Regions from separate parts of the Mus musculus genome. Here regions 2, 3, 4, 5 and 6 are each linked to region 1. The links are chromatin contacts, called in public Hi-C and HiChIP or PLAC-seq maps. All regions are on one chromosome and are shown on one strand. Each heading gives the region's core, a stretch centred on a gene start, on an enhancer-like site or on the middle of the called end of the contact. The rest is flanking DNA. Distances are from core to core; before and after follow the strand shown. Region 1 holds the start of Fjx1 (four jointed box 1). Region 2 overlaps Ldlrad3 (low density lipoprotein receptor class A domain containing 3). Region 3 overlaps Ldlrad3 (low density lipoprotein receptor class A domain containing 3). Region 4 overlaps Ldlrad3 (low density lipoprotein receptor class A domain containing 3). Region 5 overlaps Ldlrad3 (low density lipoprotein receptor class A domain containing 3). Region 6 overlaps Ldlrad3 (low density lipoprotein receptor class A domain containing 3).

Region 1 (4,263 bases), core at 285-2,784:
ATATGGAAGGCACTGTAATCCTTTTATCAGATAAGCACTACAAGAAGCCCCGTGGTTGGGAACACATTTAAGAAAGACCCCACACTTTCAGGTGGCACACAAGGTACCAGTGGGAAAGAAACCCAGGAAGGTGTATGCCTTGGGTCAGCCATGTTTTGGAAGGTTAATGTATCTACTCTGTCACAAACATTTTACATTGTCTACCCTATAACTCCAGAATAAATATACACAGCACAGGCAGATGTAGCCCAGCTGAAACCTCGCATGTGTTCCCAGGAGAGGAATATAGGGAAAGGAAACACACACACACACACACACACATACACACACACAATGTGAAAGAAACCGATTTTAAACTCTGGCTGTAGGACTCGGGGAGGAGTCAGAAGAGAACCTGCTTAGCATACGTACTGTCCTGGGACAGTTCCCTGGCAGTGCCAGCTCTGGCTCTCAGGACCCCTCACGGCTCTGATCTTATGACTAAGAATCTCCAGTTTGAAATATGGGATACAAGAAGGGAAAGGAAAGATTCAGTTTGTTTCCAAGAGATTTGCTGGTAAATTAAATCCAAGAAAGTCTGGAGGAAGATGCATCAGTTTTTATAATGTGTTGGTTTGTTTTTTTCTTCACTGCCCCACTTCCCACTAGTCCTTTTTCCTTTACACTAAACTAGTAAAACAATTGTTTATTTTCCTTTGTTTGGGAGAAATTTATAATTGGGAATAAAGTGACTGACTAAATGACAACTTAAAAACAAGGTGAGAATGTTGACAATAAGTGTTTATATCTATCTAGATATCCCTATCTCTACATATTGAACTTTCTTTAAAATGGGAAAGCCAAGTGGCATGCGACCAGGGGACCTGACTTGGCTGTCCAACTTGCACAGCAAGGTTTAATTCCAAGCATCCCTGAGAAAAGTCACAGAAGTTAACCTCATTGCTCTCAAGCCTGCAATGATCCATACCGGGGAGCTTGCATCTGGAGAGAGGTTATGGGTTCAAAGTCATTGGCTACAGATGGTTCCTCTCCCAGCTGGAGTCACATCCTCTAGGGCTCGAGACTTTCCGGGGAATTTACATAAGCCAGCGTGAATCACACCAAGTGAGGTAGCAAAAGGACTCACCCTGACCCCTGCCTGTACTGCGGTGGGGGGCTGTCTGAAGTTTTCAGATCAGACACAGTCCAAAGGAGGGTACAAGGGGATCATCCCACTCCCAACAAGAGCACCGGACACGCCGCTACTCCCAAGCCCTACAATTGGTCTCTGCCCCCGCCCCCGCTCCGACGCCCCCGCACGGACGCCCTCAGTTCAGCCTCCTCCCCGCCCCGAAGTCCGGGACAGAACGTGGGGCCACCTCTCGCTCCTGGAAGGATCGGTTGCCGCTTTAAGGGGAAGAGGAAGGGAAGGGGCGGGGGAGTGGGGGGCGGGGAGAGGCGGCAGAGGAGGGGGAGGGGGATCCCCCTCGCTCCCACGTGGTCCGGGCGCCTGTGAATCGCGCCCGCCGGAGGGTCTCACAGCGAAATACAAAAGCTGCTGGGAAGCCACGGGGAGGCGAGTTCCCAGCGCCGGGGCAGAGCGCTGGCCAGAGCCCCGCAGCGCTCCGCGGCCGCGATGGGGCTCCGGCACCCGAAGCCCCGGAGCCAGCTAGCAGCCGGGCCCGCCTCGCCGCCCGCACCCGGGCGCCCGGGCTTGGCTTGAAGCGGCGGCGGTGGCACCGGCGCGCCGGCAGGAGCATGGGGAGGAAGATGCGGGGCGCCGCCGCCGCCGCGGGGCTCTGGCTGCTGGCTTTGAGCTCGCTGCTGACGCTGTGGGGAGGACTCCTGCCACCGCGGACCGAGCTGCCAGCCTCCCGGCCGCCCGAAGATCGACTCCCTCCGCATCCGATCCAGAGTGGCGGCCCCGCGCCCGAGCCGCGATTCCCTCTGCCCCCGCCCCTAGTATGGGACGCCCGCGGCGGCTCCCTGAAAACTTTCCGGGCGCTGCTCACCCTGGCGGCCGGCGCGGATAACCCGCCTAGGAGGCACCAGGACGACCGCGGGCGGCACGAGCCCTCCGGGCTGTCCTGGCCAGAGGAGCGCAGGGCGGTGCACGGGGGCGTCTTCTGGAGCCGCGGCCTGGAGGAGCAGGTTCCCCGGGGCTTTTCCGAAGCCCAAGCAGCAGCGTGGCTGGAGGTGGCACGGGGTGCTCGGGTGGTGGCTCTGGATCGCGGGGGCTGCGGACGCAGTTCCAACCGCCTAGCCCGCTTTGCCGACGGCACCCGTGCCTGTGTACGCTACGGCATCAACCCAGAGCAGATACAGGGCGAGGCCCTGTCCTACTACCTTGCGCGCCTGCTGGGCCTCCAGCGCCACGTGCCGCCGCTGGCACTGGCTCGGGTGGAGGCTCGGGGCGCGCAGTGGGTGCAGGTGCAGGAGGAGCTGCGCACCGCGCACTGGACCGAGGGCAGCGTGGTGAGCCTGACGCGCTGGCTGCCTAACCTCACCGACGTGGTGGTGCCCGAGCCCTGGCGATCAGAGGACGGCCGTCTGCGGCCCCTGCGCGACGCCGGGGGCGAGCTGACCAACCTCAGCCAGGCGGAGCTGGTGGACTTGGTACAATGGACCGATCTGATCCTCTTCGATTACCTGACGGCCAACTTTGACCGGCTTGTGAGCAACCTCTTCAGCTTACAGTGGGACCCACGCGTTATGCACCGCGCTACGAGCAACCTGCACCGAGGACCAGGAGGGGCGTTGGTCTTTCTGGACAATGAGGCGGGCTTGGTGCACGGCTACCGGGTAGCCGGCATGTGGGACAAGTATAACGAACCGCTGCTACAGTCGGTGTGTGTATTCCGAGAGCGGACTGCTAGGCGCGTCTTGGAGCTGCACCGGGGTCAGGACGCGGCGGCCCGGTTGCTGCGCCTCTACAGTCGCCACGAACCGCGTTTCCCAGAGCTGGCGGAGCTCTCAGAACCCCACGCTCAGCTGCTACAGCGCCGCCTTGACTTCCTCGCCAAACACATTTTGCACTGCAAGGCCAAGTACGGCCGCCGGCCCGGGGACTTAATAACACTCCGAGGAAGAGAGGGACTGGGGTATGAATGATGGGGGTTAGGGCTGTCTTCTCTGCCACGGGCAACGACCAACCAGCCAACGCCCACCCAATGGTCTGATCGCCAAGCTGTCTAAAAAAAAAAATTGTGTGTTACCCACTTGCCCCTTTCTTTTCATGCCAGGCTGTTTCCTTTCCAAGTTCTGGAAGGGCAAACTCACCGAGGCGAGAAGTGTAACATTCCCTCCACCTAGCTTATAAAAAGAGTTCTGTGCTTGTGTGGAGATTGGATCCGAAGAAACTGGCTGCTGGGGTTTGGCCCGGGAATGGCAGTCTCTTTGGGAGATGCAGTCCATTTTTGTCGCCCCCTCCACCCCTTCCCAAAAAGGAAAACTTCCGTTTGAGCTAATTCCTCTATTTCCTACTAAACACAGCGCTGGTGGCCCCAGAGCAGGCTGTGACAAGGGCTGGTGAAACCCCCTTCCTGTGTTCGCCCTTTGTTCCGGCGCGCGATGGTGAGATAACTGTTCCAAGCTGAGGGACAGCTCTGGATAGGACAAAGAGAGCAAGACTTCCCCGCCCCTGGGAGCCCTCCAGACCCTGACAGTTTGTCTCACCCATTCCTGAACTCCTATCATTTTGGCCTGAAGGCTATGAATTCAGGACTAGTTATAAGCAGAGTCAATAATGAATTTCTTCCTGCGTCTCCCAATTGACCAAAATTGACAATGATGATGTTCACCAGAGGGGGAAAAAAATCAGTTTCATGCACTTTACTTTTTTTAATTTTAATTTTTTAGTAAGAAAACTTTTTTATTTGACAGAATTTGCCTTCTGTGTGTATATATGTGCATAAATTGTGCTGTAAATAGACTAAACAAACTTATATTTCAATAAAAGGGAGTTTAAAATTTAGAACTTAATTCATGAGGTTTGATTTGATTGAGGGCTCTGGTCTCATCTCCTTTTGGAATGGGGTTGAGTTTTCTCTGGCGAGTGGGTGTGCTTTGTAAAACAGAGGATGCAGATCCACCCCCTTTGTGGTTGGGGCTGGGGAGCTGAACAAAGGCAAAAGCAGATTTCTCTGTCTTCCCTCAAATGGACCTTAGGACTAGAAATTTGAGTTCAGCCTGGAAAGGGAGAGAGGGAACAGGAAGAGATGAAAGAAGAGTGCTCCATTTCCTAGCAAATAAAAATGATATGAAAGGGTTTCACTGTAATATGTT
Region 2 (4,315 bases), core at 80-2,579, 400 kb after region 1:
TGTGGCTTTGGTGTCTAGTGATGACACCTTCTGACACTTGTGCCTGTGTGTAATCCCACCTCTTTGTCTGTGATCTGGATGGTTTGACTAGTCCCTCCCTCCCTCCTGTCTAGAAAAATGCATAAAATTGACTATCTTAACTTTTGAAAGTACTTTTTAAAGTTCAGTGGCAGAAATTACTCTTTCCATTATGCAGCCAATTGCTAGAACTTTCACATCTTGAAATTCTGAATGCACTTAAGAAACAAAGAAAAAAAGTGTTCCCTCTCTGCTCCACCCCATAACCCTGGTAACTGCTTTTCCACTTTCTATCTTGGTTGCTTTGGAGGTTTTGGGGACTTGTAGAGGAGAATCAAATATCGTGACTTTATTGTAAGATGCTTAGTTCAACTTAGCATGTCATCAAGTTCATCTATTTTATAACATGTAGGCAATTTCCTTCCTGTGAAAGACTGAATAATATTCCATTTTATTGTTGATATATCACGTTTGATTTCTCTGTCAGCAAACACGTTTGGCCCCTCCCCCCTTTGACTATTGTGAATACTGCTGTGTGAGAACATATGTACAAATTATGACCTGGTTTTAAGCAAAAGAAATTCAGCAAACAGGTTGGGTGTCATTTCTAGGAACAGGCCATGAATAGATAGCCCTTCCCTCTCACTCTGTGTTGCTTGCTCTGACAAAAGCCACTTTCCATGTTGTGAGTTGCAGTGTTGCAGAGACTGCTGGGACAGGGAGCCGAGGAAGGACTCTGACGTAAAGCCAGGAAGGAATTGAGGCCCACCAGCGGCCTCAGGTGAGGCTGGAGGGAGAGCCTCCTCTCAAGGAGGCTCCAGTGGTTTCGTATTCTAGTCCCAGGTCATGGTGACCAGTCAGGGCTTTGGGAGGGACCATAAGGACTTTATAGGGAGAGAACATTCTGGGGTTCAAGCTTGGTGTCAGGGACCTTTGTCCCATTCACGTGGTTCTGCTCTGTTCTAACCCCTCCCCCTTCACCCCAGGACCTTGTGCTCTTCTGGCCCACTTTCTCGATGAAGAACTAAAGACTACTTAGACCAAGTGCATACTGCAAGTGAGTAGGGAGCTAAGGTGTGAACTTGAGTTGAGGCAGTGCTCCTTCTCCTGACCCTGCCCACACCACCCTGTCCGCCTCTGCCCTCTGGTACTCTGGAACTCCAGGAAGCAGTCTAGCCCGAGCTGCAGAGAGCTAAATGGAAGGGGGAACTGTGATCCAGGGGAAGGGCACGGTCCTCCTCTTGGCTCTCACATGTATGCTTCCTCAAGGATAGTACCACACTGATGAGCTGGCTCTCCACCCCTCGAGCATTTTCGAAGTGTGTTCTGCCAGTGAGTCACCCTAGCAGGGAGTTGGTTGGCAGTGTTGCGCCTGCCAGAGCAGCTTCCTTTCCTTGCTGTGCTCTGGCGATAAGACTTCAGGAGAATGGCAGGCTGTGAGAGCTTTGGCACCTTACCAGAGCCAGAAATGATGCTTTGTGCTGTTTCTTTTGCAGGTCTGTGTGTGTGTGTGTGTGTGTGTGTGTGTGTGTGTGTGTGTGTGTGTGTGTGCGCGCGCGCGCGCGCGCACGAGCCTGTGTGCGTGTCAGGGAGGGACAGAGAGAGTTGGAACTTAGAAATTACATACTAGGATCTTGCTCTCTTTTTGAGTTACATTTTTTTCTCCTCAAAATTCATTTCTCACAATCTGGACCCTGCCTCCAGGTCCACAGAACATGTCCATATTTAAGAGCAGGGTCCTTGACGATATAATTAGTAGGAAGAGGTCCCATTAGGATAGGGTGGGCCGCTGATGTGACCGTGTCTTTATTGTAGTGGGATTTGGGGTCTCAGAAACACACACTCAGGGAGAACATTGTATGACATAAAAACAGAAGAGGAGGATGCCTGCAGCACAGATGGCCAAGAAACCACAGATGGCCAGGGAGGGATGTGGAACCGACTGTCCTCACAGCCCTCAGAGGAAAGCCCTCGGCCAGCACCTTAATCTTGGACTTATGGTCTCCCACATTGTGAGACAATAGATTTTTACTGATGAACACCCCACCCCACAAGTCGGCCTTACCATAACAAACTGATATACCATTACCATAAGTCCTACCCAACCAACTTCTTCAGCCCCCAAGAAATGACCCCTAATTAAAGCATAGCCACACCTTCTGTGGGACACCAGATGTGGTGACAGAAATGTGAAGGTCTGGAGAGTCATCAGACAGGCCAAGTGACATGACCCTGAGGAGACGGGAGGTCCTGGGGCTGCTGAGAAAAGCTCTCTGGGGAGAGCACTGGTCTTGCCTCTGTGTGGGGGTGGTAGACTATGCTGAGCTTGAGGGACGCCTCTCATCTTGTATTTCAAGGGTCTCGTTTTCTATATCCGTGCTCCCCTTAGCTCCAGGCTTCTTAGCTCAGTCCCAAGTGGCTCTGTATAAAGTCACCCACCCCCTTTCAGACCCCTGGGACCTTGCACTTGTTTCTTAGCCCTCTCTAGGCCTCCTCTAGTTCTCTTCTGCTCCTGTGATAAGCACAACGCAAAGGAAGAAAGGGTTTATTTCATCTTACATCTGCAGGTCCATCTTTGAGGGAAGTCAGGGCAGGATCCTGAAGTAGAAACCATTGGCTTGTTCTCATGGTTCACCCTAAGAGCTGTCATTTGGCTAATGGTGAAATTTAGAGCTTGGTATTTGTCCCATGGGCCACCTCCACTGTCCACCATGTGGTAGACTGAATTATCATTCTCAGTTCTTTGCTCTTTAAGAGCCTTTTTACTGTTAGCAGAATGGCCAAAGAAAATGCCTCTGTTAATGTCCTCTGCTTACTTTGGCCAGTGGAACATTGGGTGACATAGAGAGACCCAAGGCAGTTGGCGTGCTTGCTAAGGTGTGGGGTCCCTTGCATTGGAATGTTGCCCAGATTATTAAAACCCCCAAAGGGAGAACACAGAGCAAGTGGTTTTTCGGGCCTGAGGCCAGGCAGAGACTCACAGTAGTGGAAGCCTGGCAAAGGCTGCTCACTGCATGGCGACAGGAAAGAGAAGGATGACAGAAGGGAAGAGTTTAGGTATATCTTTCACAAGCTAAGCTTGCTTCTGTTGGCACACTTTCTCCAGTTAACCCCGTACTGCACCCCGATCCTCACCTGCACCCCCATCTTCCCCTGCACCCTCCCCCCAGTTTCTTTGTTCAATCTGGATAGGTCAGAGTTCCTATGATCTAACCATCTCTAAAAATGCCCTCACAAACATGCTCGGGTGTGTGCTGTGGGAACTCTCTCACTGTCCCTTATCCAGTCAGCTTCACCATCACATGAAGGGGCTAACGGTGAGAAGAGTTGGGCCAGTGTTTTCAGGGAGGAAGTCAAGCCATAATCACTGAGACAGCGAAAAGCTGGACGAGAGCATCAAAGGCGGCGAGTAGGCTGTGCGGGCCACGAAGGGCTATCAGTCGGGCGGGGTGGGGCGGGGTGGGGGTGGAGGCTCTGTGAGTAACTGGCCAGGTGTGCTTGGTCTCTGTATGACCTCAAGCCTCTCACCAGCCTGCATCATTGAGAACAAAAGACACACTTTGGGGGAAGACCTTTGCTGCTTGTCACCAAACAGATCCAAGCTACCAAGGCACTAAGGATAATTCCTACGGATGCTGTGAGGGGCTTGGGGTGGGAGAGGTGCTCATGCTAGCCTAGTGCTTGCAAGCAGGGATGACAAAGAGCTTTCTATGAAGGAAAGGTTTGCTAGAAATAACCCAGACTGTCACCGCAGCTGGCGTTTGATGGGTGGATATTATTTATCCTAAGACTTGTTGCTGTCCTGTGATGTCAAGAACTTCCTTTGAGGGCTCCTAAGGAAAAAGTCATCCTCTTAAAGAATTCATTTAGCTTTAGTTAGAATAAAACTGCCAGAGGTCCATTTAGCAGGAGGAATAAGGAAGCTCTTTTTTTTTTTTTTTTTTTTTTAAATCTTTGGTGCTTTTAATTTAAGAATTTGAAATCCCAGCTGGGCTGGGAAAGACAGAAAATGCTGACTTCATTGGAAGAAACAGAAGGAGGCTGGAGCGGCTGATTGCCGACTTTCTGTACCCATGGGCTTTTCTTCCTGGTAATTGAGTGTTTGCATCCGAAGTGTCCTTCCCTTTAACCACTGCAGCAGGAGTTTGAAGATTTCTGTAACAGCCCTCATTTAGAAGCAAATCAGACAGATTCTACACTCATGGCAGTAATTGCTTCCTGGTCTCTTACCCCACGGTGATAATCTGCTGAGCTGCTGCTGTAGTCTCTCCACTACTTGCCTTTCTTGCACAAGGTC
Region 3 (4,331 bases), core at 245-2,744, 310 kb after region 1:
CTTCAGTGTCATTGTCCCTATTTTATGGGGCCATGCTCCTGAGATGGATCATCCTATAGCTTCCCTTTGGCTATAGAGAGGACGACCCCTGGCTGTGGTCCCATTACTTTACAGCTATTGATAGAGATAATTCTAACAAAGTCGAAAGTGAAATGGAAACGCAGTTTAAACACTCTAGTCTTGACCCAGCAATGGCCTCTCTCTCCCCATCCTGCTACAAATAGGAGGCAGGGACCTGATAATTCACCCCCTTGGTAATTCGCATCTAACCCCAGCAGATGGTTTTGTTTAATCCTTTTATTTTCCCCTAAATCATATAACGGGAACTCACAGATTAGGGGAGAAGAGCCGAGAGTTTTGGAGGCGTGTGTAACTGGGATCTGGGTGGAGGAACCTGACTTTTCTCACTATGGTTTTCCCATGGATACCACCAGAGGTGTAAGATGCCTTCAGAGTTGTTCTGCATGTTAGGTGGGCATCCTCCGGGACAGTCCTCAGCTGTGTGCCCAGAACAGACATGGTGACCTGCTGAATGCACTTGACCTGGTGTTCCTGCCCCTCCTACCTTTGGGGCCCTCTGGAGCCAGCTGCCCCTCTGGGCACTGAAGCTGCTTGCTACACCGAACCTGGCTTAAACGGTTCTCTGGTTATGTGATCTTAGGTGAGGTATTTAGCTTTTATTTCCTCCTGGGTGACCTCGGCACTGTTTCCTTCCTCACTCATAGGGTGGAATCATGTGATGATATTGGTGAAGACTCCTGTGTACTTAGCCTAGCACCCAGCATATGGACAGTGCTAGGTTGTTGGGTTAAATCTCCCCTGATCCCACCCATCTTGTCCTTACTTCTGGCTGTATCTGCTTTGCCACAGATGGGAACACCCCATTCTTGTGTAGGAAGCAAATCTTTCAGCTTAGCAGGAAAGAAACATGTGATGTTTCTGCCACCCCTAGTTGAATGCTGTGCCCATCTCACAATAGGGCTTGATTTGGGTCATTCTATCTTCAACCACACACAATGGGCTCCTCTGACTCTTCCAATCCTCGGGGAGAAAGTTAACAATTCTAATTCCAAGAGCTCTGGGAAGACCCACCCACTCAGCAGGCATTATTTATTTATGCTTTAATCTTTGTAGATTACTCCAAGTTGCTTGATGCTCTCCAGAAAGCCCCTGAGTAAATGGAAGTTGTGCATACACCCAAAGTAATTAATGCACTTTCTACTAGTGCAGGAACATGTAATTTGCAGGAATGTGTGTCAAGACCCACCCTGCTAAATTTATACCCTGTAATTTGCAACGTTCGCTGGCACCGAATCTGTAGAGCAGTGAGCAGTGAGAGGAGCTTACCTGCTTCGCAATTATATCTGCTGGCTGGTGTTGCAGGGTTGGGTAACTGGGAGAGAGGAGATTTCAATCACTTAAGTAAATGAGAAGTGGCTCCCTGGGGCCCATCTGAGATGGCCCTCTGGTCTGAAGGCTGGTTAATCATGTTTCCTCTGTGCAGAGTTGAGAGCTGCTGAGGACGGAGGAAGGGAAGACTAGAAGGCACGGGTCCTGAGTGTAAAGGGACCTTCGGCTTGAGAGAGGTTTGTACATCGTCTCCCCCTCAGAGAGCCTCCAGGAAAGAAACACATGGGGCTAATCGAACAGAAGTGGTTTAATGGAATATTTTATGAGCTGCATCTGCCCTCATCGCTGGCTTTGGGGAGAGTCCTGTTAGTTTTTAAGACTGGAAGTCACATCTGTAGACCAGTGAGTTCTGTGATGTCCTCGTAAACTTTCTTGGTTGGAGAATCCTGTGGGAGAATCATTGCCGGCTGAAGTTCAGCCTTCTGGTTCTGCCCAGTGCTGGGAGGGAGATGGGAGCCAAGGCATGGCAGTTCCTACCTGAACGCCCGGTGTTCTGGAGACTGAGGCAAGAGGGTCTCAAGTTCCAGGCTACACAGGGCTACATAGCAAGACCTTGTTTCAAAACAAAAACTGAAACAAAATAAAACAAAACATATGCAGGGGTGGGCTGGCTGGGGTTCCCCAACACAGGAATCCAGCGGAAGACGATTTGAGGTTTAGTTAGCCCCAGCGCTGAAGATTCTGTTTCTTCTGAATGACATTAGGTACTTACTGAACCTTGTGTCTTTCCCTCATGTGTGGAATGGAAGTAATAGTAGCTCTGATTGGCCTGGTTATGAAAATGAGGTGTTCGTAACGGTGCCTGGCACCCAGAGGACACACAGTAAACGGTCCGTTTTCAGGAATGCCATTTACATTTGGAGAAGGCACCATACTCATTAATTACAAACATCCCTCGGCTACCCAAACCAGAAGTGGAATGGGTAAACAAGCCAGGAATCCTGTACTCTTTGAAAATCCATTTGAGGCTGGAAAATGTGGATTTGATTCACACCAGGCTGTGAATGAGAGGGGCCTGTAAAAGTCTCCACCATCTTTACCTCAGGACTTTTCTAAGATGCTGGGGGCCTTCTCTAGGGTTGGAAAATATAGGGAAGGCTATGGAATCTGGGTCAGGAGAGCCTTTCTCCCAGGAGATGATCCGTAAATGATCCTGTTACGAATGTGGCTTTTCACCTTTGTGTCCGAGTCCATGGACAGCTGAGCTTGGGGAAGAAGGTTCTTTTCTCTGTGCATCTCTGTGTGGCTGCATCTCCCACTACTAAATACTTATGGGCTGATGATGGCACCTGGGGAAGACCTGTGTTTAACTGACTGAATATTAAGAAGCATGTTTAAGAGAAGCGGTCTTTGGCTTTTTTACAGCAATGAATTCATTCCTGTTTGCTGCTCTTCTGCAGGAAGCTGTGCGGTCTGAGGGAGCGGGGCAGCTCTGTTTCCTTATGGCTTTTCCAGCTTGGACTGGGATTTCCTCTGAGGACTTATTTAGGACAACAGCAACAACAACAACACCACCAAAATACATGTTTATAGTGGTGTTGCCTCAGTGGAGATTAGAGCCTTCTCTTGAAATTTTAGTTATGAAAATAACATACACTGTGTTTCTGTTTGCTTGAATCGGATGTAGTCTTAGCTTCCTTTTTTTCTTCAGTGGGTATACTACCCTCCAATACTACCCTCCAGATGCTACCCCACCCCCCACCCCCCGACACACACACTGTGGCCAAGGCCCTGCACACAACTGGGTTTCTTAGCCTGGCTTCCTTGTATGCAAAAAAAAAAAAAAAAAAAAGATTTTGTCCTGTTCACATGTCCATGGGCTCCCCAGCTCCCATCCGAGGCTCCTCCCTTTTCTTTAGAGTTTCTAGAGGAGTTCATTTCTCTGAAAAATTTCCTTGTCTGCTGAGATGGACCAGGCCTTTTTGTCTCATTAAGTCAGATGCATCTGGGCTATAGTATGGAGACACTGGTTGGGAGCCACAGACAGGGCTTTTAGATGTCTTCACTGCAAATGCGCACCCTCCTACCTGGCTGGCTGTTTGCCTGTCTGCAAAGAAGACTTAGGAAAAACAGCACAAACAAAACCACCGGGGTCTGAGTTCACGTCCGCCAGACAAGCAGGAGCAAGAGCAGCATAGGGGGAAACGTGGGCATGGGGCTTGCGGGCCCACCAGGCTAGCTGCACCGTGTGCCAAGTTCAGGGAGGAATTCTGTCTTAAGAGTAAGATGGCGAGAGAGCAACCTAGGAAGCTGTCAGACCCTGTACTACCTCTGCCCTTCACGTGGATGTGTACTGGCAAGCACGCATACACATGGACGGGGTGGGGGTGGGGTGGGGATGGGGTGGGGAGGAGCGACCCTGTGCCAAAGGCTTATGTTGAATGGTATTAAATGAAATTAAACTCCTTAGGCATGAACGGGCCTGTCCACTATCCCACTGTCACCCACCTATGCCTCATACATTGGGCTGGTGCAGCTGCTATGCAAACACTGTTCTATAATTGATTTTTTAAAAAGTTTGAGACGTTTAATCCATGAAGAAAATGCTATACACAGGTCACTTCCCCTTATCCAAGAGTTCCACGGTCATGGATTATTATGGTAGCAAAAAACACAAGGAAACATAGTATTCAAGAAGATTATTTTCTTTGTCTTAAGACCCAACCACTTCTTTTCTAGAAATGCAGACTGCCTATCAGAATGTCCCCAGCTTTGTGTATATAGCCGCTTACTAAAACTCAGTTCTACCCTTTGACTCTTCCTTGTTTTCTTTTGGGCTTTAAGAGTTCCAAGGCAGCTGCTCTGAAGGTCCAGTACTGTGCTCAGGGCCTTGCACCTTGCCTGCACTGGAGAGGAAAGGATGTCTTTCACTATAGTGTTGGCATTCAGTTCCACGGATGCTAAAGTCTGAAGCCCGAGGT
Region 4 (4,181 bases), core at 64-2,563, 490 kb after region 1:
AGACAAGGGGATTAGGAGTGTAAAGCCAGCCTGGGCTACATAGATGCACTCTGTCTCAAACAGGGTAAGGGAGCAAAAGCCAGTGGAAATGAGTTGCATTTGAATTCTCCTTGATTTCTTGATGTCTCTCTCTCTCTCTCTCTCTCTCTCTCTCTCTCTCTCTCTCTTTTACACTAGTAGTTATATCTTCTGGCCATAATTGTTAATATTCTGCATGGCTAGACTAATTTTTCAGAATTAGTTCATATGTGGGACAACCATATTCTGAGTTTTGTGAGTCTAAAAAGTCATCATCATGACTATCCTACTTGGACAGTGGAGCAGAAAAAGCAACCAGAGGCAACTCTCAAGTGAATGGGTATGATGGTGTATCAATAAAGCTTTATTTATAAAAACAAAATAACAAAAACAAGCATGAGGTCAGCCTTTGGCCATCCCTGGCTAGAGCACAGATGCTGGAAGAGATTCGGGTTGTAGAAGACTAGAGGGTAAGATTTTAGAGACCCCACTCCTGATCGGTGTTTGGAACATGGGTTGCTTCTCCTAGGCCATAGAACAAGGAGTGAGCTGGGAGCTTAATTGCTTCTGGAAAAGAACTTTATAGATAAGGAGAGAAAAATGTGGAACAATAGAGAAGGACAAGACAGGAAGTTGAGGGAATGGCTAAGGGGTTTATATGGTGCCAGTCTAACACCAGAGCCTCTGTCTCCAGGAACTGGCTGGAGGCGCCCTTTGAGGAGCCGTGTTGGGACCGGAGGGGATTTGTTCTCTCGTCACCTACTAATGAGATTTTATTTGCATTGACTTAACTAGACAGATTTTTCTCTCCCCAGTTTATTGGGTGAACCTTTTCCCTGCAGTATTATCTGTGGGTGATTATGCCATACTCCCAGCTGATCAAAGTACCCTGCTCTCAAATCCTGCTGGAGTTAGCATATTCTGCCCTGGCCGCTGTCACAGAAGGCTCAATAAACCATTGCATTGTAACTCAGCAAGCCTTATTACTGGACCAGAAACCAACTGACCATTGAGTTTAAAGAATGTCTGCTAAGCATTTAATTTTACAGCCTCCACCAAACACTCCAGGTAAATAGATACAGTAAGCAATAGAAATAGTAATTCTGCACAGCCCTTACTCAGCGAATTCTGGGAGGCACCGATATTCATTTAAGTTCCTTGCAGGAGCAGCTGAGATTGTCCTGAGAGGAATCCCAGGATTGCTAAAGCTCTTCCTTTCGCAGAAGAGGGGACTCCACCCCCTGCAAGCTTTGACTCTAGTGGGTCAGTTCATTTCAAGTCTACACGCCTGTGCTGTCTTCCCTGGTGTTTGTTCTTGCTTTGTTTGCTTAACACCATTCTGTGCTCTGCAGTGGGAGTGGTGGGAAGGGACTCTGGCTCTCCATGCCCATAGCACTCGTCCCTTGATGTTTTTTTAAGTGATAACATAATTGAGCAGAGTTCTGAAAAGGCCACCCAGGCCCTAGCTCCCAATTACCCTCATCATGAAGTCTTGGAAGCAATCTGAATTCCCATTAAAAAAAAGAAAAGTCCGCTTCCACCTTAAATAGCCAATTAAACGCTTTCCCCTCCAGCCAGTTCTGAAACTGCCCTGGGCCCCGCTTCTTGACTGAGAGGCCATTAGCCAGCTACTTCCCTAGGTTGTCTCTAGGTTATTCCTCCTCACAGATGACTAGATCCAAGGTCTCAGAGTCTTAGCAGGATACCTCAAACTTTCACTATGCTCAGGAGCTGACCTTGGGGTGAACAGGTTAGAAACTGATGGGAAAAAGAGCTTTGTCTGAGGTGATGGCTTAGTTGGTAAAGTGAATCTGGCCTCCAGAACCCATAACTAAAAGAAGCTAGAGGCAGCCAGTTCTACCAATCTCATGACTCCAGGGCCAGCTGTCGCTCCCACCTCGGCCGGCAAGGAAGACACAACACGGTCGGATTCTTCTCAACAGCCTTTATTGCAGGAACACCTCGATGCTGCTACGGGAACTCCAGGCACCCAGGGAGGTCTGCTTATATGCACCCCAGCACAGGGAAAGGCTTTGTGTCCTCCTGGGATAGGTTGAACTGCTGTCACCTAATTAGCATGTACCGGCTCGGGAGGGGTTGGCGCCAGACTCCCCTTAGACCTGCGCTGATGTTGTTTATGACAACGGCACACCTGGTGCCCGGCGCCATCTTAGAGTTGGCTTCCTACAGCCAGCTCTCGTGACCCAGGGCCAGCTCTGGCACACTCTCAGCCCCAGGCCAGCTCTACCCTGCTGCCCAGGTGAGGCGCAGGAACTGCTCTCCCAAGTGCTGCAGCAGGTGAGGGGCAGGGCCAGCTCTCCTGGCTGCCATTGGCAAGGGGCAAGAGGAGAGAAACCTTTCTCCCTCGCCCATGTCACTGGCCACACCTCTCACCATCTGCAATACTCAGAATAGTGGGCCCTGCACATCACCTGGGCAGCAGGCTAGAGCTGGTCCTTGTAACAGGGTTTGCTGGTGATCTGGCCACAGCGGCATGGGAGCAGGAGAGCAGACAAGGTGACCAGCTCAAATGCCTCTGAGGCCAGATATTAGGGTGGGACTTTGATATCCACCCCAATATCTTCCCCATTGATGAACTGCTGGAGTGCATGAAGGGGCTGGTCCTACAGATCCAAAACTACAGGATCTCCATGACACAGGGCAACAACAGGATATCCAAGAGGGGTCCCAGTGAGGTTCCAGTATCATAGAGTAGCAGAAACAACGACTCATTGCAGTGAGCATCTGCAAGCAAAGACGTGTGGAGAAGGGGGTTTACTGTGGGACACAGTGACATGCTACAGCTTCTGTGAGATTTAGTCTTTTCTGTCGAGGGACAGTTTGCAAGGGTGGCCGTCAGCTACAGGGGGAAGGGGAGATGAGTGGGACTGGGTGCATGATGTGAAATTCACAAAGGATCAATAAAAGGGGGTTTGGTTTGGTTTGGTTTGAAGCTAGAGTTAGTAGTGCATGCTTGTAATCCTGAGCTGACGAGGCAGAGACAAAGGAGGGTCCCTGGGGCTTGCTCACCAGGCCTACCAAGGCCCAGGCCAGCCAGCGGAAAACCCTGACTCAAAAATGTAAGGTGGTCACAAATGTAAGGTGAGGAACAGCCAAGGCTGTCCTCTGGGCTCTTCACGTACATGCGTGCAGACACACACATACTTATACATATATATACACACACATATACACATACACTTATATATATACACACATACACTTATCCATATATACACACACATACACTTACACATATATACACACACACCATAAAAAAGAAGTTGGGGAAGGATACCCACTGCCAATTTCTCTGAAGTTCCTGGGTTGAGGGAAACCTGCTCCCATTTTCCCAGTGGTAGGCACAGGTTATGGGGTGGGGCCAGGTAGCACTGGAAACTCTTTTACTATGAGAATGACTAAAAATCCAGGGATATATCTACCAATGTCTGACTTCCATCCTGGGACTTGGTTCTTTGCCATCACCTCTCTGTCCCTCTCCTCCTCCTGCCCCTCTGTGAGTATGAACTTAGAGCCCGTTCTCCAAGCTCTCCAGGCCCTATTTGGCAGCCTGTCGCACCCTGCCCCTCCCCTTTGGCTGGGGACCTAGCTGGTACTGGTTGTGGTCTGATGCTCTGCAGGCCCAGTATTCCCATCACCCCCCTCCCTTTCAGTTAATTTTAGCAACTTGAGTTGCCATGGTAATGGTTCAGTGGGTTTTCATGGCACCCTTTGATTCAGTCCTTCACTGGTCTGCCCTTTGGACGGAGCTTTTTCAATCCACATCTAAATTGGGACAGGGGATGGATGTGGAATGGGGACCCACAGAGGTGAGGAGCCTTAAGATGCTCGTCTTGAACAGGAAGGCTGGGGTGAGTGAGGGGATGCCCTAGCCTTACTGTCACCAAGATGGTTGCATGAGGCTAGTAGTGGCCTTGAGAGAACATGGGTGCAGAGGCCATGGCAGGAGTGCTGGAGAGGGCCACCTCCAAGCTTCGAACACCCCTGGATATGGGCTCTTATGAGTTCACTTGGCTCAATTAAAAAATAATAATAATATATTAACACTGGTGACCGCAGGCTTTGAACCCCAGTTTTGCAGAGAGTTTTTAGAAGGGTGGAGTTAGTGGCCCTTAGTCATCCATCTAGTTCCTGGCAAACAG
Region 5 (4,150 bases), core at 896-3,395, 450 kb after region 1:
CAGAAAGCCAGTGTGATCTCCCAGCCAGTGTAGATAAGGCCCAAGAGACTCCAGCTTCCCATTTAGCATGGCAGTTGAGCCAGGCCCTCCCTGAAAGATTTAATTATTCCACGCAGCAGTGCTTGCTCTCTCCCCTTAGTCCATGTTAGCCTTGCTGCAGCAGCAACAAAAAAAAGTAATTCTTTCTCAGAGGTCATTTTTTTCCTTCTAAATGTTTTTATTAGCTCCTTGTTCAAGCTAGGAACTTGCCTGGCAGAGGAAAGCGTCTTTGATGGGCCTGGGAGATGGCTCAGAAGGCAAAGCGCTTGTTGTGCAAGCACGAGGACCTGATTTTGGACCCCCAGCCACCATGGGAAAGACACCAGGCATGGCTTCTGCACTCCAGCGCAGGGGGAGCGGAGATAGGGGCATCCCCTGAACCTGGTACTAGCCAGCCTTGCCAAAATAGTGAGACCATGCCTCGGAAATTAATAAGGTGGGCAGCAATAGAGAAAGACACCTGACGCACCCTCACAAAGGTGAACACATCTACAGAGAGTGGGGACAGGGACTCTGAATACAGTAACAGTGATTGCCTTTGTAGCCATAGCTTACTTCCTGTGTTGGTTGGGAGGATTAGAGTTGAAAGTGCATTAGTGACCTTTGAATGCCATGCAATTATGTACTGGGAACCTAAGCTGGAAGCCAGATCCTGGATCTCTAGAATGCCCATCCATCTCTGATTTCTTCCTCTACTAGGAGAGAGAAGGAAACTATTTGGCATTTTCCAAGAGCTGTTGGAGTATGATATACTGGGTGTGCTCTCCCAAGATTCCTGTGAAGCAAAGGCTAGTTGAATGGACGGATTGATGGATGGCAGATGATGGATTTATGGATGGATAGATGACAGATGATGGATGGATGAATAGATGGATGACAAATGATGATACATAAATATATTAGTGGGTGGATAGATGGATGGATGGATGGATGGATGGACGGATGGATGCAGTTTGACAGTTCCAAGGAACAACTCCATTTTCATGCCAGGACTTAACCAGCTCCTCTAGTTGAAGAGGTAAGGTGGATACCATAGAAGATGTGTCCATCCAGGGCTTCACACCGGGGAAATTTTGTTTTGCCAGTAAGTATAGTCACTGTGGCAATGCAGCCCCTAAGTAGAGTAACAGGGGCAAGTGTAGGTTATCCGAGGACACAAGCCTATACTCCAACCAGCTTTGTATAACCCACTATATGTAATGCATCATAGGTGCTCATTAAATGTTTAAATGAATGAAACGTGTCAGTTAACATAGGCTCTCTGGAAATACATTAACATCTATCAAGAGTTCGGCAGTCTACAGATTTTGAAATATCCAAAAATAATCACCCCTGGAGAGATCTCCGTAAATCAGCAATGAAAGAGCTAAGAGAAAACTATAAATCATTCCATTACTGTTTCATACGTTTCCAAGTAAGTGATTTTGGAAGCATGAGTGGTGCATAAGCTGTATTTAGCCTTGGTGTGCTAAGCAAATTTGAACCAAATATAAATCCTGGCATGATATTTTTAATCCCCATGGGGAGGGACAGGACGCTGGAGGAGAGTTGAGAGAGCATCCAAGCTATTTGGGAAAGTTTAATCTACATTTTTAGAAAGATGCAGTTTGAAGAATTAGAATATCAATCACCCCCACTGGTGGGATTCTTCATCTAAGGAGAAGTGACAGCAGCCCCAGCGTTCCTCGAGTCTCTTCAGATCACATTATTAATATGGGTTTTGTCGCCCTGTGAGCCATGTGTGAGCTTTCTTGGCATATGTCCCTGTCCTTCGTCTCCTTATTTACAGCTTGCAGTAGACTTGTTGAGTGTGAAGCAAGAACCCAGACAGAATGTTAATGCAGACAAATGACATGTGAGCCGGTGACATCTTGGGGCTTGGGTGCACATCACTGAGAGAGGCCCAGTCAGCTGTGGCCATGCTCTGGCATTAGCTTTGATTTGCTCCGCATTGCATGAAGAATGAAGTCTCAGCTGTGAGCATCTCAGACAGGAGCTGATGATGGCCCTTAAATCTATCCTTCCCCACCGGAGACTGACTTAATTAGCCAGGGCGCTGAGCTTAACTAATGGTGGGGCCCGGTGAATGCTTGATTTGCAATGGAAATTCAGGTTGGCATGGAGTCTCGGTGTTAAGAATGCATTGGTGAGTTTTGCAGCAGTTCCCCAGCCCCTTCTCACAAGTCTTCCTTCCTGGAATATTTCAAATTCTGAGACAGCCTTGTCCTTAGAACTGGATCCTATCCACCAGCCTCAGCGGTTGTGATATTTAGCAGGACAGATATAGACAGACTTGAGAGGCCAAACAGCTTCTTCCTCCTCAGACAGATGAAACAAAGACCAGCTCACTGCCTGGCTTTGTGTGTCTGTCTGCAAGGGTGTTTGGTATCAGGGGAAAATTCCAGGAGCTAAATCCAGGGGCAGAAAAAGCAGTGCAGCTGCATTAGGCAGGAAGCCAGTGATCTGGGATCAGGAAAGGGGTCTGGGATGATGGAAGCCTCAAGATAAGCAGTTTTGGTTGGATGCCAGCACGGGCAGTTGCCTGCTTTAATGTCTGGATAAGAACTTGCTTGTAATTGGTAGATGGATTGCGTGGATGGAGATGGAGCATGAAAATAATCTATTCCCTTCCCTCAATTAAACATCCCCCCCTTCTTTGTCATTCCGACTGCTCAGCTGACCCAGCCTCCTGATCGCCAGCACAAGAGCAGCTCATATCCCTGCGGGGTGGGGATTCGTTTCTGGGATCCATATCAAAGTGCTTGCCCTGACTTCCCTACCTATGATGTGTGGCAGGGTAAGTAACATACACAGTGTGGATAAGTGGGTTTGGGGAGATGCGGATCCGAGATACCAAGTTGTAGGTGGGCACCTTTTAAGTCTCATTTCCGTCCAGTTTCTTCCTTTCCTATCCATGTACTGACGTGCCCACTTGACCACTTCCTCATGCACTGATGGTGGCTTCCTAAAGAGTGGTGTGTGTACAGCGATGGGGATTGGGCTTCAAGTAGGGTTTTTTTTTTCCTTTAGAAAAGAAAATGAAAGATAGATAAGAGGAGCTAGTTCAGCAAGCAAAAGCGCTTGCTCTGCAGCCTGCCAACTTCAGCTCAATCCCCAGGATCCGAATAAGGGAGAAGGAGAGAACTGAATCCACAGCATTTGTTCAGAAATGCTTGATACTTGGTGGCTGGGTTGGCAAGGGATGGTGTTTGCAGTATAAGTGCAGTATATTAAGATGACCGACAGCTAAGAGGGGAAGGCTTGGAGTACTGGACAAGACATGTGGACTCCACACCACAGAAATTTCTGTTTGTTGGGTCAGCAGTGGCTGCTCACCTCCGTGCCCTTGCCCTGGTCTTGCTTCACTGGCTTACAGAAATAGACACCAAGAGCTTCTGGGAGAAGAGAGACATCAGTGATAGGACTGGGTAAAGACATTGCTTCTGCCACTTCCCCTAGTGAGACTTTGGGTTACTTAAGAACTGACAGTGTGACTGAGTCTATGAATATCAGCAACTATCCATCTTGGAGCTTCTCAGCTCAGCTTTCAGAAAAGATTAAAATTGTGGAGATGCCTTACATGAACACATAGGCCTTAGGGCAACTGTCCATCAAGAGTGACCTCCTCCTCTTGCTCCTCCTCTTCTCCCCCTCCCCTTCTTCCTGCTGTTGCAACGTGGTTAGACCCACTCAAGAGTCACTTTATTTAAACTTGAATGAGTCAGCCACTTGGAAAGCAAGCACATCAATAAACTCATTACTCAGATGAAATTGTTCCCCTGTCCCTGCACCTTACATCTGTCCTTAAATTGCTCCTCATTTCCAGAAACAGATGGCCTGCTTCAAAAAATTTTTGCTTGAATGGAAAAAACAATCTAGAGATGATAGATTTCAAGTGCACTGACTTGCGGGGGAAACAAGATGCTGATGTTGAGGCTGACCACTGGCAAGGAGTAGCATCCAGTCTGGTCCCTAACTATTCATCCACTGTTCTCTGCACTGTACAGCAGTTTCCTTCCAAGTAATGGAGTTCTGCAGGAGAAGTGACTGTGTGAGACTCTTCCTAGAATCGAGTGGTTAAAAGCTGACGGGCTGACTCCTTTAATTTCTT
Region 6 (4,297 bases), core at 1,392-3,891, 330 kb after region 1:
TTCTGCAGTCTAGGGGGTTCATCTTGGACCTTCCGAGTTGCTACCAGGCGTTCTTCAGAGTCCCCATGCCTGTGCCATGCCTGGGGTCCTGGTGTTCCACTTCTTGCCACTCCAGAATGCCAGGCTCTAGATTTTTGCAAGCCCGATGGTTGTGGATGGGAGCTTCCTTGTTAGTCACTAGGTGATTACAATAACTTAGCACCCCTTCCTCAGTAGGAACACCTGCTGTGGATGCTTTGTCCAGCCCTGCCCCCACCCCTCCCAGGGCCACAGCATCCTTTGTGTTCTCACATGCAGTTTTGCAAGAAAATTCTACATATCCCCACTTTGTATCTTTCCCAGTGGATGGAGTGTCTGAACCATGTTTATAGAATTTACCCAATGACCTGGAACTTCACATTTTAATGCAGTTGTATTCAACTGCCTTTTCCTTTCTGGCCTGTGCTTGTTTTGAGTCTTAGTTGAGAAATCCTTCATCATCAAGATGTGCTTTGGGGCCAGAATGAAGGTCATTTTGCTTTTCTGGCTCATTCCCTGGCTGGCATTGTTATGTTACAGCTTTGCCTGCAGTTTGGGAGGGTGCAGGGGGAGGGGGAGGGGGAGCAGATGGTCTGTTGTGGAATGGATCACAGAGACTGTGGAGGTGGCTGCCCTGATCTCTGGGTGCATGGGGATAAACTAGGGGCTGAAATACAGCCCTTCCTCTTGACCTCCGCCTGCTTCTGTGCCGGAGGGAAGAGATGATTAGCTTTATCATAAGCCTCGCTTATCACCAGCCTGATGCAGTTGGTCAGAAAACTGCCCCCTCTCCTGACCTTCAGCTCAGCTTCACTGACCCCTACTTCTGTTGCTGCTGCTGCAAGCTGCCTAAGGAAAAGGTTTGGGGTGGGGCACATTGTACTTTGGGGTGGGGCTCATTGCACTGGGCTCTTGCAGCACCCTCTGTGCAGCCCACCTGGTGAGGACTTGGGTAAGCCAGAGAAAGAGAACAATAGGAAATGGGTTCAAGCTATTCACTCTGTGCCTCTCTCCCTGGGAATTTAGAAAAGCTTCCTTCTGCAGGTCCCGCCAGTCATTGATCCACTGTATGACATATGGCAAAGCAAAATTGAAGTTCAAGGCAGGTCAGATGAATTTATGTCAGAACTGGAAATAAATGTCTGTAGGAGTCAGCAGGTTCTTCTGTCCCCATACTGCGGTCAGCAGCCGTTTGTGGGTGTCTATGGATGCCTGGTACTTGATTGTTGCTACAGACACAGGGCAGCAGAAGAGACGAGATTCTCTGGGGCCAGGGAACCGTTAGGTAAATAGCAGTCTCTTTCTCGTGAGGTGAGTGTGGTGGGGTGGACAGATGGCACAGTTGTAGGTTGATAAGTGGTTGTACGTGCCCATTACCTGTCGTCTGATGCTTCCTGATCTACAGGCTTCAATCCTTAGAAAGATGCAAAGGGCAGACAATTATAAGCGTTGACTTTTGCTTACACAAGAAGTTCATTACCCCCTACCCCACTCCTCTCTGTGGTAGACCTGGAATATAGAAAGTTACTCTTAATGATTTTGAAGATTTAAAAAATGTATCAGTGAAAGATGTATGAGATACTATTCTCTTTCTTAGATAGGTACCTATCCAATAACTTAGCCTAGATTCCTGGCCAGCAAGACTGAAGTATTAACTATCTGACTCTTTCTAGCTGTGTGACCTTGGGTGAGTCTTGTCTTCAGTCTGCTCCTTCATCTATAAAATGGGCAGGGGATTCTTCTAAGAACTTAAAAGAAAAAAGGGAGGGGGCTATTAAAGTCCTGCCACATCCAAGTGCTTTGGTAGACAGTAGATCTTCCGCAGAGGAAGGCCTGTAGTACTTGGCGTCTCAGGGGCTGTTCACAGAGCCAGAGGAAGGACAAAGCAAGGCTCTGGTGTGGCACAGGGTTCAACTTGTGGATTGTATCAAGAGGAGCTGCAGGGCCTCTGGAGGGTGGACATGAGACCTTATCCCAGTGGCTCAGTAGCTCCCCGAAACAGGAACACCATTCCCACATAATTTTCCTCATGAAGTGATGCAAGGACGTGAAAGCATATGTAAGATTGTAAGCAGAAGCTTCAGCCCAAGAGGACAGAGGTCCAAAGGAGAATAACTTAGAGAGCTGACTCCTTAGGGAAACTGTGAGTTCCTGCACCTCCTCCTGTGACCTTCCCTTGCTTCCTGAATGCTGGCCACTGGCCTTCTTCCCTCACTTGTTTTATAAGAAGGAAACAAAACATCTGCCATCTTGGAGCACTTCCTGGGAGAAACAAGCCATGAGCCGTGTGATGGGCAGATGCTAGGCAGACGCTAGCTGAGCTCCATCACTAGCCTAGCGTCCTTCTCCATCCTTAACTCTCGCTCAGGGAAACACCATGTGACTAACATAGGATTTTCTTTCAGGATCAGGGATCATGTTTTTGTTATATCTGTGGCTATAAAAGTCAGCTGAAGTGTGGGGTTATGTTACACTTTCTCAGCAATATATCAGGGTGATCCTCCTCCATCAGATGGGTAAACGGAGGTAGCACTAGTGGAATGAGCTCCTGGGGCAGAGGGAGTATAGATTAACAAGGCCGTGGGCGGGGAGGGGGGCTGGCTAAGCACAGGTGCTTGGAGCTAGGCCAGACCAGACATCCTTGTGTGACTGCTGCCTTCTCGGTGACAGCCAGATGCTCCCCTATCCAAGCTTGAACAGGAAGATATTTGCATGATGAGGACCAAATGGCTTTTGGAAAAATACACAGGACAGATGTCCGAGGTTCTGTGTAGCGCTCACATCACACGGGAACAGTCCAGAGCACAAAGGCTCTTCACACATGTTCTAGGTATGCTTATAAACAAATCACTGAAGAAGAGCTCACTAGGTGGTGTTAACCTGTCGGTGAGTGAAAGTATATGTCCATGCAGGTGTGTCTGCATGTCTCAAGAAATGAGTCCTGGAGAAAAGCACGAAAAGGTAGTAGGGAAGGAAGGTCTCTCTGAGATCTGCAAGCATGAATGCTAAGCTGTGTGTGTGCTGCGCAGACGAGTTGTGCCTCTTGTTCCGTTCAGCGGTGCCCACAGATCTAGGCTGTCAGGAAGAGAAGGAGGAGAATCGAAGGGAGCAATCGGAAAGCAGAGTCTACTGATAGTTTGCAGATGTCCATTCAGACCCGACCATGACGACCATGACGGCTGCTGCTAGGGAGGGAGCCGCAGCGGAGAGCAAGGAGAAGTGCCAAAGGACAGCAGCTGTCAGGATGAAATTCCCATTTCACAGCTGGAAACGTTTGTGTCACTGGCTGAATGTCCTGGGCGACTGCAGTGAGCATAGCCCCGCTGGAGTTTCTAGTTGTTCCGGTTCTGTTCCCCACATCAAATAAGAGTTGCGGGCCAGGGGCCCTGGAAGACGCTTTAGCAACAGGCTGCTGTCTTCTGCCCGACAAGGAAGGGCGTGGCTTTTACTTTTCCATTCCTGCACAGATGGTGCAGTTATTTTCAGTTAAGTGATGTTCTGCAGGGAAACATGCAACTCCTTTGGATTCTTTGACTTAGTGAAAAAGAGAGAGGAGAGGAGGAGGAAGCCAACTTTGTGCTAAGGCTGGTCATGTTTTTATTTAAGTATATTCCGAGACACCGAACTGGGAGAAATATTGCTGCCATTAGAATGCCCAGCTGTTGGGTTGAAAGATTTCTAACCTTTCAAGCAGACAGGATAGCGATCTACCTGTTCAGGTTTAGGTTCTCTGTATTCCTTAGTTTAACTATGTATGCACAGTCCCACACAAGTGCTAGAGAAATGGGGTAAGGGTGATGGGGTGGTTCAGGGATGGAGGTTAAGGTACTAATGCCATGCCTGGTTTACTTCTTAGAGTTGTCAGTGATACTTATGGGAGAGCTGGGAATTGTAGAATCCTGGGGTGCAGAGCTGAGGACAGACAGAGCCTGTGCCTCTGGGTGTGGTGTGTGTGTATGTGTGTGTGTGGTGTGTTTGTGTGTGTGGTGTGTATGGTGTGTGTGTGTATGTGTGTGATGTATGTGGGGTGTGTGTGTGTATGTGTGGTATGTATGCATGTGGTGTGTATGTGTGTGGTGTGTGTATGTGTTTGTGTGTGGTGTGTATGTGTGTATGGTGTGTGTATGTGTGTGTGTGTGCCTAGCAGGAATATTCCTTAAGAGGCAATCACTAACATGGGCTGGGATTAAGGGAAACACAGGATGGGATCAGAGGGATTAATAGAAGAACCAGCCTCAGGCTGGGTGCCTGGGACAGGTTCTCAGATTTGATGACTTAT

Evidence for each region. A called contact is a pair of places that touch in the nucleus more often than the background predicts. HiChIP or PLAC-seq counts read pairs in DNA pulled down with a chosen protein or histone mark.
Region 2: an H3K4me3 HiChIP or PLAC-seq map of forebrain shows a contact between it and region 1, with 5 times the contacts expected there. The contact joins the enhancer-like site here to the promoter of Fjx1 in region 1. A contact is called at or near these places in 11 of 39 promoter capture datasets (3T3-L1-derived adipocytes, the C10 cell line, the HPC-7 cell line and 8 more), 1 of 15 datasets of contacts at CTCF or cohesin (pro-B cells), 27 of 115 datasets of contacts at active chromatin or transcription factors (SST interneurons, T-cell acute lymphoblastic leukemia, bone marrow-derived macrophages and 18 more) and 2 of 9 other capture datasets (embryonic stem cells and liver).
Region 3: a Hi-C map of the N1E-115 cell line shows a contact between it and region 1, with 9 times the contacts expected there. The contact joins the enhancer-like site here to the promoter of Fjx1 in region 1. A contact is called at or near these places in 8 of 39 promoter capture datasets (the 3T3-L1 cell line, 3T3-L1-derived adipocytes, the C10 cell line and 4 more), 2 of 15 datasets of contacts at CTCF or cohesin (large pre-B cells and pro-B cells), 5 of 484 Hi-C or Micro-C datasets (the HPC-7 cell line, the N1E-115 cell line, Sertoli cells and 2 more), 19 of 115 datasets of contacts at active chromatin or transcription factors (SST interneurons, T-cell acute lymphoblastic leukemia, craniofacial prominence and 14 more) and 1 of 9 other capture datasets (adipose tissue).
Region 4: a contact with region 1 is called in an H3K4me3 HiChIP or PLAC-seq map of embryonic limb bud, with 4 times the contacts expected there. The contact joins the enhancer-like site here to the promoter of Fjx1 in region 1. A contact is called at or near these places in 7 of 39 promoter capture datasets (the 3T3-L1 cell line, hippocampal neurons, liver and 3 more), 1 of 15 datasets of contacts at CTCF or cohesin (large pre-B cells), 7 of 484 Hi-C or Micro-C datasets (the N1E-115 cell line, Th1 cells, bone marrow-derived macrophages and 3 more), 21 of 115 datasets of contacts at active chromatin or transcription factors (SST interneurons, T-cell acute lymphoblastic leukemia, astrocytes and 16 more) and 3 of 9 other capture datasets (adipose tissue, embryonic stem cells and liver).
Region 5: a contact with region 1 is called in an H3K4me3 HiChIP or PLAC-seq map of embryonic forebrain, with 10 times the contacts expected there. The contact joins the enhancer-like site here to the promoter of Fjx1 in region 1. A contact is called at or near these places in 3 of 39 promoter capture datasets (hippocampal neurons, liver and neural stem cells), 2 of 15 datasets of contacts at CTCF or cohesin (the NIH/3T3 cell line and large pre-B cells), 4 of 484 Hi-C or Micro-C datasets (the N1E-115 cell line, bone marrow-derived macrophages, cerebral cortex and 1 more), 24 of 115 datasets of contacts at active chromatin or transcription factors (T-cell acute lymphoblastic leukemia, bone marrow-derived macrophages, cardiomyocytes and 19 more) and 2 of 9 other capture datasets (adipose tissue and liver).
Region 6: an H3K4me3 HiChIP or PLAC-seq map of craniofacial prominence shows a contact between it and region 1, with 5 times the contacts expected there. The contact joins the enhancer-like site here to the promoter of Fjx1 in region 1. A contact is called at or near these places in 4 of 39 promoter capture datasets (HPC-7-derived erythroid cells, Sertoli cells, frontonasal cranial neural crest and 1 more), 4 of 15 datasets of contacts at CTCF or cohesin (the NIH/3T3 cell line, large pre-B cells and pro-B cells), 10 of 484 Hi-C or Micro-C datasets (CD8 T cells, the G1E-ER4 cell line, LSK cells and 7 more), 30 of 115 datasets of contacts at active chromatin or transcription factors (SST interneurons, T-cell acute lymphoblastic leukemia, bone marrow-derived macrophages and 20 more) and 4 of 9 other capture datasets (adipose tissue, embryonic stem cells, liver and 1 more).

What each region holds. Positions count from the first base shown.
Region 1 is chr2:102,449,063-102,453,325 of GRCm38.p6, reverse strand. It overlaps Fjx1 (four jointed box 1), which reads left to right and starts at 1,534. Exons shown (of 1, transcript NM_010218.2): 1 at 1,534-3,960. The coding sequence starts at 1,738. The coding sequence ends at 3,090.
Region 2 is chr2:102,050,150-102,054,464 of GRCm38.p6, reverse strand. The region is part of intron 4 of Ldlrad3 (low density lipoprotein receptor class A domain containing 3); the gene reads left to right. Among named protein-coding and RNA genes, the nearest start is that of Gm39888, 60 kb to the right of the region's middle. Within about 2 kb of position 1,329, at least 94 of the 459 cell types and tissues checked have an H3K27ac peak or open chromatin away from gene starts, as enhancers often do. A contact at or near this core is called in SST interneurons, bone marrow-derived macrophages, double positive thymocytes and 5 more, where this site is marked.
Region 3 is chr2:102,135,149-102,139,479 of GRCm38.p6, reverse strand. All of the region lies in intron 1 of Ldlrad3 (low density lipoprotein receptor class A domain containing 3), which reads left to right. Among named protein-coding and RNA genes, the nearest start is that of Ldlrad3, 49 kb to the left of the region's middle. Within about 2 kb of position 1,494, at least 28 of the 459 cell types and tissues checked have an H3K27ac peak or open chromatin away from gene starts, as enhancers often do. A contact at or near this core is called in the N1E-115 cell line and uterus, where this site is marked.
Region 4 is chr2:101,962,978-101,967,158 of GRCm38.p6, reverse strand. The region is part of intron 4 of Ldlrad3 (low density lipoprotein receptor class A domain containing 3); the gene reads left to right. Among named protein-coding and RNA genes, the nearest start is that of Gm39888, 27 kb to the left of the region's middle. Within about 2 kb of position 1,313, at least 15 of the 459 cell types and tissues checked have an H3K27ac peak or open chromatin away from gene starts, as enhancers often do. A contact at or near this core is called in embryonic limb bud and liver, where this site is marked.
Region 5 is chr2:102,001,451-102,005,600 of GRCm38.p6, reverse strand. All of the region lies in intron 4 of Ldlrad3 (low density lipoprotein receptor class A domain containing 3), which reads left to right. All of the region lies in intron 1 of Gm39888 (a long non-coding RNA gene), which reads right to left. Among named protein-coding and RNA genes, the nearest start is that of Gm39888, 12 kb to the right of the region's middle. Within about 2 kb of position 2,145, at least 77 of the 459 cell types and tissues checked have an H3K27ac peak or open chromatin away from gene starts, as enhancers often do. A contact at or near this core is called in the N1E-115 cell line, cerebral cortex, cortical neurons and 9 more, where this site is marked.
Region 6 is chr2:102,118,270-102,122,566 of GRCm38.p6, reverse strand. The region is part of intron 1 of Ldlrad3 (low density lipoprotein receptor class A domain containing 3); the gene reads left to right. Among named protein-coding and RNA genes, the nearest start is that of Ldlrad3, 66 kb to the left of the region's middle. Within about 2 kb of position 2,641, at least 40 of the 459 cell types and tissues checked have an H3K27ac peak or open chromatin away from gene starts, as enhancers often do. A contact at or near this core is called in T-cell acute lymphoblastic leukemia, craniofacial prominence, double positive thymocytes and 6 more, where this site is marked.